Regions from separate parts of the Mus musculus genome. Here region 1 is linked to region 2. A link is a contact called in public promoter capture Hi-C data. All regions are on one chromosome and are shown on one strand. Each heading gives the region's core, a stretch centred on a gene start, on an enhancer-like site or on the middle of the called end of the contact. The rest is flanking DNA. Distances are from core to core; before and after follow the strand shown.

Evidence for each region. Promoter capture Hi-C pulls out the DNA fragments that hold promoters and counts their contacts.
Region 1: a contact with region 2 is called in a promoter capture Hi-C map of liver, with 4 times the contacts expected there. The contact joins the promoter of Ccdc62 here to the promoter of Hectd4 in region 2. A contact is called at or near these places in 2 of 39 promoter capture datasets (liver and pre-B cells).

Annotation. Positions count from the first base shown.
Region 1 is chr5:123,927,530-123,932,495 of GRCm38.p6, reverse strand. Ccdc62 (coiled-coil domain containing 62) reads right to left here and starts at 1,807. Exons shown (of 13, transcript NM_001134767.1): 1 at 1,636-1,807. The coding sequence starts at 1,797. Denr (density-regulated protein) reads right to left here. Exons shown (of 8, transcript NM_026603.4): 8 at 3,664-4,966.
Region 2 is chr5:121,218,388-121,222,909 of GRCm38.p6, reverse strand. Hectd4 (HECT domain E3 ubiquitin protein ligase 4) reads right to left here and starts at 2,691. Exons shown (of 76, transcript NM_181421.4): 1 at 2,253-2,691. The coding sequence starts at 2,438.

The DNA.
Region 1 (4,966 bases), core at 558-3,057, 2.7 Mb before region 2:
GTTGTTGTTGTGTTTTTGAAAGAACTTCTCTGTAGAGCCCTGGCTGCTCTAGAACTTGTTCTGTTGACCAGGCTGGCCTTGAACTCAAGACATCCGCCTGCCTTTGTCTCCCAAGGGCTGGGATTAAAGACGTGTACCACCAGCATCTGGTTGTGACTAACCGTTTTAAAGTCCAATGTATGTCACGTCCTATCAACCTGAATCTGGAGTTGGCCACATCATGGTTATATAACCTTAATGAGGTTACCTGGCATCTCCCACTCTCAGTCTTTACCCGTAAAAGGGTAACGGCAGTACTCTTAGACAAATGCCCTATCACTGAGCAATATCTACAGCATTTGTTAATTATTGTTACTTCTGTGTATGAGTGCTTTACTGCGTGTTCATCTGTGTATCTTGCAGGCTCAGTGCCTGTGGAGGTTGGAAGTTGCTATCAGAACTGCTGACATTAATGAGTAACAATAGGGGGGCCCTGGGAATCAAACCTAGGTCTTTTGGAAGAGCAAACGGTTCTCTTAACCAACCATCAAACCATCTCTCTAACCTCCACAGCCTTTTATGGAAATAACCTTTTGAGACTTAGTCTCACTAAATTGCCTTGCCCAGGGGCTCACTCTGAGTCCTTGAAATTTCCAGACTCCACAATAGCTGGAATTACAGACCTATAGTCGTCATAAGTGCCTGGAGTATAGTAATCACTCAGCATTAGCTATCATTATTATTATTAGTTACAGTTAGACAGGGCCTTGCTATGCAGCCCTGTCAGTTTTGCAAACTGGCCTTGAACTCACAGAACTCAGATGCCAGCCGGGCGTGGTGGCACATGCCTTTAATCCCAGCACTTGGGAGGCAGAGGCAGGTGTCGGATTTCTGAGTTCGAGGCCAGCCTGGTCTACAGAGTGAGTTCCAGGACAGCCAGGGCTATACAGAGAAACCCTGTCTTGAAAAACCAAAAACCAAACCAAACCATACGGTACAGAATTATGTTCTGTTTTTGTGTAGGAAAGGTGGGGACTGAACTCGCCCCATGCGTGCAAGACAACTCTACCACCAAGCTAAGCGTAGCCCCCAAGTTAAAGATATTTAACGTTGGGATATGACGGCTCACACGGATATTCTCAGAACTCAGGAGGCAGGGGGAGTTCAGAGCGATGCCAGCATGGTCTACCCAGGGCGTGGAGGGCACGACAAGTTCATAGGGCAGTCATGTATATGATTTCGGACAGTACTTTGAAAAAGACTTATAATGACTTTCAGTTACTAGTACCTAAATACACACACAAAAGAACTTGGAATTCCAAGTCACAGTACCTGGATTCCAGTCTATTAGGGGTGGCAGCGGGGGGAGGGGGGGACGGGGCTCAGTGGAGGTAACCAGGTAATAAACCCATCATACAAAAAGTGTTCGTGTCACCCTACACTGATACGTTAAGTGCAATCCTTGGGCAAATTCACTTTCGAGACTGTCAATGGGAAGGAAGAAGTCGGTCCACTCGCTAGGCTACTGTTAAATAAGCGAGGGAGGGCAATGTCCCTGCCAACGTTCAACAGCAGCGCTCCGGTGCTCGTGCCTCGTCGCTGGGTCCCAGCTAGGGCCGGCCTCTCGGCGCCCTGTCCCGGGGCGGCGGCGCTCACCTGGCGCCGGTATAAGGTCGCCGAAGGGTTCATGGATGACTCCCCCGCCCCCAGAGAGAGTTGGTGCCAGCAGCGGGTCACCTCCGAGACGCCATAGGCGCACGGCCGCAGCGGCGGGGGCAAAGCCACAGCCCAGGACGGCGCGCCCTCAGAGCTACGCATGCGCGCATGCGCACTCAAACCGCCGGGCCAGCCGGCGGGCCGCACTCGGACGTTGCGCAGGAGTGATGCTCTCGCGAGACTTGCGCCTGTGCTCGCTCGCGGATCAAGAACGTGAACCTATATTCATTCCCACGCCGGAAGCCTTCGGCCCCTCTAAGGTTCCCAGAGCGTCGCAGCGGGAAAGACGAAGTGAATTAAAAGCCGTTTCTAGGTCCCAGTGATCCTGGGTCCCTCCCTGTGGATGTTTAGTCTGAAGAACCGGGCCGGGCTCTCAGCACTGGTCTGAACCAAGATCATTGGAGACAGAGGGTCTGCCAGTCAATCGATCATCGATCTGCTCTTAGTAGTGATGAGAACCGTGACATGTTATTATTTTTTAAAAAGATATTTTAGTAATTATATCATTAATATATATAATATATTTACTATATGTAAGTACACTGTAGCTGTCTCCAGACGCCCCAGAAGAGGGCGTCAGATCTCATTACGGATGGTTGTGAGCCACCACGTGGTTGCTGGGAATTGAACTCAGGACCTTCAGAAGAGCAGTGAGTGCTCTTAACCACTGAGCCATCTCTCCAGCCACATTTACCATAATACTGCTGGATCCCGCGGAGAAACGACGGAGACCTACGGGAATTCTGGGTCTCATTATTTCCATGTTTGTGCATTCCCGCATCAGTGCAACTTCCAGAGTCTCCCTCCAGAGGCCTTCCATCATCACCTTTGAGGCAGGTCCACCACTTATGCCAGAAGGGCTATCCAGCCATCCTCTTCCCAGGCTCTAGGATTTCGGCCTTTCGTTTTATGGTTGTTAGGGAGTCAGAAGGGGGTGGGGGCAAGCAGAATAACCCTGGACCCTAAGAGCTATTTCCACCCAGGCCTGACCACCTGAGAATTATCCTAGGATTCCACAGTGGAAGGAGAGAATTCAAAGTTGTTTTATCTCTGCACACCAACACACACTCACACCAAAATAAATGAACTTAAAATTATATGTGTGCTAGGGATCGAATCTCTGTCACCATCAGGATGCAAACTCTTTACCACATGCTACAGACCTAATAAAAATGTAGCAAATGAGTGGCGCACACCTTTAATCCCGGCACTCAGAAAGCAGAGGCAGGCGGATTTCTGAGTTCAAGGCCAGCCTGGTATCTACAGAGTGAGTTCCAGGACAGCAAGGGCTACACAGAGAAACCCTGTCTCGAAAAACTAAAAAGTAGCAAATGAAAAAGCAAAAAGATTAAAAAACTAGCCAGGTGTTGATCACACCTTAAATCCTTAAATCTCCGGAGTCAGAGGTCCTAGTTCAAGGCCAGCCTGGTCTACAGAGCAAGCTCTAAGACAACCCAAACCCAAAACAAAACAAGATTATGACAATTAGAATTAAAATCAACCTTTAAAACTAGGGGGAAGGTTAAATTTCAAGTGAAAGGAAAAAAGTCACATTATCAATAAGGGCAATTTTAGACTACTTTCTAGCAGTAACACCTGCTGATGATAAGGATAAGGGTTGAAAATGCATTTTTCAAGAACTGTTTCAGGTCTGGAGAGATGGTCTCAGTGGTTAACAGTGCTAAGTGCCATTCCCAGCATGCAAATGGGCAGGCAGCTCACAGCCACCTTTAACTCCAGCTTCAGGGGCCCCTACAGGTTCTTCTAGCTTCTGTTGGCATCGTACCCAAAGGGGGCACAGTCTGTGGACACTGACCTGTCTTCCATGAACACCGAGGGTGTAGTACCTATACCAGGACTCTTACAGCACCAAGAAACCACCACCAGAATACACACTGGATAGCCATGACTGGTGCACTTGATTTGCCAAATGTCCCCACTTAGCCAAATTCAGTTAGCGAAGAATTTCATTTTTAACTTCACTCTTATTTTTTTTTAATATTTATTTATTATATACAGTGTTCTGCATATATATCTGCATGTCAGAAGAGGGCACCAGATCTCATTACAGATGGTTGTGAGCCACCATGTGGTTGCTGGAAATTGAACTCAGGTCCTCTGGAAGAGCAGTCAGTGCTCTTAACCTCTGAGCCATCTCTGTAGCCCTTAACTTCACATCTTTATTACACATTTTATTCTAAGACTTTAAAGCAAACAAAAAAAGCATCCTTTCATTCAAGGAAGGATGTTTTCACATAATGATTTCGTGGACTCTACATTCTTGAAGGAATCTTTAACAACTTGTGTTTGTGACGCTACAAGCATGGTAGGTAAGCACTTCTGCCCAGCTACATATATTCCCACACTTAAGGCATTTAAAAGATAAAAGACTTTCACATGTTAACACCTGATTTTCAAAACTTAAGTTCACCCGATTCATTAAAATGACTAGTTTCTCAGTATGATAGTTTAATTGCTATTTCCCAAACTATAGACTGAAAACAGATAGAAGCTGTTTTTAACTGGTTAGAATTTTACCCCACGGTAAATAGGCAGAGTAAGAGTTCCTGGCTCTGCTGAGCATCTGTCACTCCCAACAGGAAGAATAAATGTCTAAAACAAATTTGCAGTCTTAGTCAACATCACCAAACAGGTTCCTAATATTCTTGGAAAAGGCATTTTCAAATATATAGTATCCTACCACAGGCTGCACCATTTCTGTACCCAGTCTGTACTATTTATAAGCTCCAACATTGTAACATTGCCTGGCACCCTCATCCATGAGTTGTATCAGGACTTGCCCTTAGCTTATGATAGTGTTGAAGTGGTTTACTGGGTCAAACAGTGCACAGGGTTCTAAGGCGTTTAACACACTGTACCAAGTAATCTCCAAACAGCTTGAGCAAACCTACCCACCCTGTGACAAAGTGGACTTTTGCTAATGAAGGAACTAATCCAACTAAAAGTCCATTAGAGTCTCACCAACCAAGGAGACACACTTATAGTAAGGAAATGAAAGACAAATTCTTCTGTGAAGTTTGCTCAGCTCTCTACCCGTAAGCTAACCAACAGAAACTTCCCACAGAGAAGTGCCAGTGCTTGCCCAGCATGCACGAGGCCCTGGGTTCACTGACAGCACTGAGTGGAGGGACAATCTAGAGTGTTTTTCTAAAAATGAAAAGTTAAAAAAGAGAAAAAAAAAAATCAGTACCAAATGACCAAAATGTTTTATTTGACTAAATTCAGAGTCATGCATAAGCATGACAGTCTC
Region 2 (4,522 bases), core at 1,442-3,941:
GTCTACTGGAGAGATCTGGGAGACAGTCTCTCATAGGAGGGCTAACATCCCAAAAGATACCTTTTAAAATACTGACACATCTCTAATCTTTCTGAATAATGAAAAAGAAACAGTTGCCAGAGGAACCAGAGTGGAGTTAGGAAAAATGGTTCTGTGGAAGAGGTGCTTGCTGTGCAGCATGAGAGGCTGAGTTAAGGGCTAGACAGATAGATGGGCAGTTAAAGGGATCCAATTTAGATTCCCAGCATCCCTGTAAATTAATCCTAAGTATTAAAAAACTATTTAAGGATGAGTGTGGTGTGCACACCTTTACTCCCAACACCTGGGAGTCAGAGACAAGCAGATTTCTATGAATTCCAGGCCAGCCTGGATTTCATAGCATCCGGGCCAGGGTTATTCAGTGAGACCCTGTCTCAAAAAATTAAAGATCTTGAGCAAACTGCACATTTGCTCTGCTCGGCTCTTGCTACATCTGCACAATGGATACAACTGTTGCAACAAGTAACAAGATTTACCTTCTAGAGTTCTTTGAGACTTTAACAAGATAGCATCTGACAGAATGGATACAGTTAAGAATTATTATTAACTAGGTAAGTGTGTGACTAGCAGACTACTTACTTCTCTAGATACTGTAGTCTGTAACTGGAAAAGACTAAAAACAAAACAGCTCTATTCCTGCTGGTCCCAGTGTGTATCACTCACGACCGTTCCTTTTTGAGAAGACTTAATCTACTCGGCCATAGTCTTTCCTTAGCTGTATGTGTCACTCAGGACAGAGACAGTAAACATTTTAGTAATGTTAACTGAATAACTTGGTTTTTAAAAATACCCTCTTCTAATCCGAATACATCAAACGGTCTGGGTTCAAGAAATTTAGGTTAGTCTCTAAGGAACAAAGAGCACCATCCACTTTCCACTTTCCACAGCAGCGCCCATTAAATAAAGAGTCTACCATCATACCATCAGAGCCCTGCAGTTTTCAGGTGGTTAACTCAGACACACCTTGCTTTTTATAGAATAGGCTCAAATAAAACATAAATGTATTATGATTCCACGTTAGGGATTCTCTATCGACTCCCATATTATCGTGGCTAGACTGTAAAATATGCCAATTAAGAGTTCACAGTCGGAAATTCTGAAGCAACCTCAAAGCCAGACACAAACAACAGCGGACCGCATTCGCATCTCGAGCATGTCCCAAAGTCTCGCTGAACGCGATCAGATCCATGCTGCTTCCAGAAACGCACAGCAATGGGATTTTACCCCATGCCTATAAATGCCGGTGGTACTGAATACCAGAGTATATGGAAAACCGCAAAACAAAAGATTCCCAGTGTAGGAGGCCCTCCCGTCTGCGGTGTACCCCAGGGACCCCCCCTCCCTGCGACAATACGAATTTCACCACACTCCACGGGGAAGCGGGGGTCAACAGCCACCTGGCCTGGATGAAAACACCACAGTCCAACATTCCCACTTCTAGGCAAATGCGAAAACTGAGCGCAGTCGGTGGAAAGTTCCCATCCACCATATTCACATTTGGTTTCCTTGGGGTGGATGGGTTTTGCGGGGTGGTGGGGGGGGGGGACGACACCACAACTGCTGAGACTGGCTGCTGCACCTGCCACCGCTCCTAGACTGGGGGGGGGGGGAGGGGGAAAGAGAGAGAGAGACCCCCGAGGCGCGCGCACGCGTACACACACACACACACACACACACACATATACTCGCTCACGCCCGCCCTTGAACCTTCCCAGGCCGCGGTGTAGCATCCCCTTTCTCGCTGTCCAAACCCCCACCCCACCCCACCCCACCCCACCCCACCCCCGGCTGGCCTGACAAAGGCGCGGGTGTCAAGTCAATCCGAGGCACTGCACAGACAGGTTGCAGAATTGCTTATGGTGGAGGAAGGAAGCCCTGGCAGCTGTCACTCCGGGCTCCCTCCAACACACAGGCAGGCGCGCGCGCGTGCACACACACACACACACACACACACACACACACGCATACAAAATCAACACCGAGCTGGGACTGTGATAAAAGAAGCAGAGTCCGTGCGAGCGTTCAAAATACAAAAGGTCTCCGGAGCACAGGCACCTGGGCGCGCCCTCCAAGAGGCTCCCGGTTGCGTGGTGGGGGGAAGGGGAGCAGCCGGGCGGCGGCTGCCGTAGCTCCGGGTCTCCGGGCCGCGCGGCCCGAAGATGCTCTCCGGGATCCCACACACCTGCGGCGGCCTCCCGGGGAACCTCACTCACCTCCAGGTCGGTGTCGGCGGCCTCCGGGGCGCCGAGGATCTCGCTGGGCAGCTCGGCCAGGTCGGTGACCCGGATGAGTCCGTCGTGCAGAAAGATGGTCTCCTCCTTCACCGAGAGCCACTGCGCCGAGTCCGCCGCCGCCGCCGCCGCCGCTGCAGCTGCCGCCGCCGCGGCCGACGAGCCCATGGCTAAGAGAAGGCGCTGCAGAGCCGCCGCCGCCGCCTCAGCAACCCATGGCCGACCGCCGCGCCCGCCGCGCCTGCTGCGCCCGCCTCGCCCGCGCGGCTCCGCCCTAGGCGTTCCGCGCCGCCATCCCCCTCCGCACGCCAACCCCGGCCCGGGAGACCCCCGGCCCCGCCGCCGCCGCCGCCGCCGCCGCCCTGACGAGCAGGATCCGCCTCTGCCGCTCCGCAGCCAACTGTCAGTAAGACGCCATCTTGGGGGCGGGGTTCCCGGCATGCCCCGCGGGGTGGACAATACAGGCTCCTCCCTCCTGTCCGTCTAGCCCCGCCCACAGCCCGGCGAGGCTTTATAACCCAGCTGCAAGGCGCTCAGAGGCATGGCCTCTTGGGCACCCCTGCTTCCCATGCTATCTGAGGAAGTCTAAGGCTCCGGGAGAAGACCACCCTGGTCCCCTTTCCTCCTTACTCCGGTGTGCACCGGTTGCTCAGGCCAGAGCTCATTCTGGAAGGATTATGGAGGGTCAACACTGTTATCTTTTAAATGAGATAGGTTCAGATGTCTTCTCTAAGATCTTGAATAGTTCAGTCTTAGAGGGTTAGCCTAGAATGCCTGAGGTCCTATGTTCCATTTACAGCACTATAAGTAAACAAACCTGGTGGGGGTTGCCAGTTGTTCCAGTACTTGGAAGACAGAAGTGGGAGTACCATTGCAAGTTGCAGGTAGCCTGGTCTACATATCAAGTTTCAGGCCAACCTGGGCTACATAAGATGCTCCAGGCCACCCAGGCCTATGTAGGCTCCGTATCTGAAAAAATACATAAAATTTATAAAATACTAAAGGCTGGTATATAATAGGCTTGGTCATGAGAACTTGGTAAAACTCACAGCAGATGGTTAATATTTACTGGGGAAAAAAAGAGTACAAAGAAGCAACTGACATCTGATGAAAATAAAGTATCTATCAACAATTGCTGTTAGGCTGGAGAAATGATTGACAGGTTGACACTGGTTGCTCTTCCAGAGGGCTGGGGTTCAATTCCCAGCACTCAGAGGGCAGCTCACACCTTTTATAACTTCAGTCCCAAGGGACCTGAGTTTCAGTCCCAAGGGACCTCACATCCTCTTCAGGTCTCCGTCTCCATCATTACACAGATGTGGCACACAGACATACATAAAGGAAACAGTCAAACACATAAAAAAAATTAAAAATTAAAAATTAAAAGTAAACAAAAGCAATGCTTTCCTCCTGGCTCCTGTTTTTTTTGTTTTGTTTTGTTTTGTTTTGTTTTTTCTTTTTTTTTTCCATTTTTTATTAGGTATTTAGCTCATTTACATTTCCAATGCTATACCAATTGTTTTGTTTTTTCAAGACAGGGTTTCTCTGTGTAGTTCTGGCTGTCCTGGAACTCGCTGTGTCTGGAGGTGGAGCTTGAGGTGGTGTTGGGGTCAGCAGTGCTCTGACCTCATCTAGGGATGGACTGAGTGATTCATTCCAAACTTATTTGGCTACTGAGAGGTAATGGCTAACATGGTTGGGTCCTAGTGGGAGATATGGAAGCAGAAGGCTCCTGTCTACTCCCCAGTCCGTTCTCCAACCCCAATCTGGGCTAGCCAGCACAAGGTGAGTGTTTTCCTCCTCCACACCCTCCTATCACCATGGTGTCCTGACCCAGCAGAGGGCTAAAAGCAATAGAGCCAGCCAAGCAGGCTGAACCCTCTCTAATCTGTAAGTCCATCCTCTCAGGAGCTTTGTCACAGCTTAGACACAGCCCCAGCATTAGCTGGCAAGGCGAGGTTCAAGTCTCATTGTCTCCTCAGTGTCACAAAGCCAGGAAACACCAAATCTTAGATTTGAACCCAGGCCTGAGTGATTCCTCTATACCCCTGGCCCCCTTATTTGGGCTGTAGGGGAACCCCTTCATTCCTTTTACTCACACCCGCTAAACAAGCAAACTGTTCAGGTGTCAAACTCTCAACGCCCAGCTTTGGTGGCTCAAAGATTTTGTGTTCATAGTTTAAGATCAGAAATCAAGAGGTCCATAAACTCTCGTCCCCCTCCCCAATCAGTGAAAACAGTCCACGCCCAGG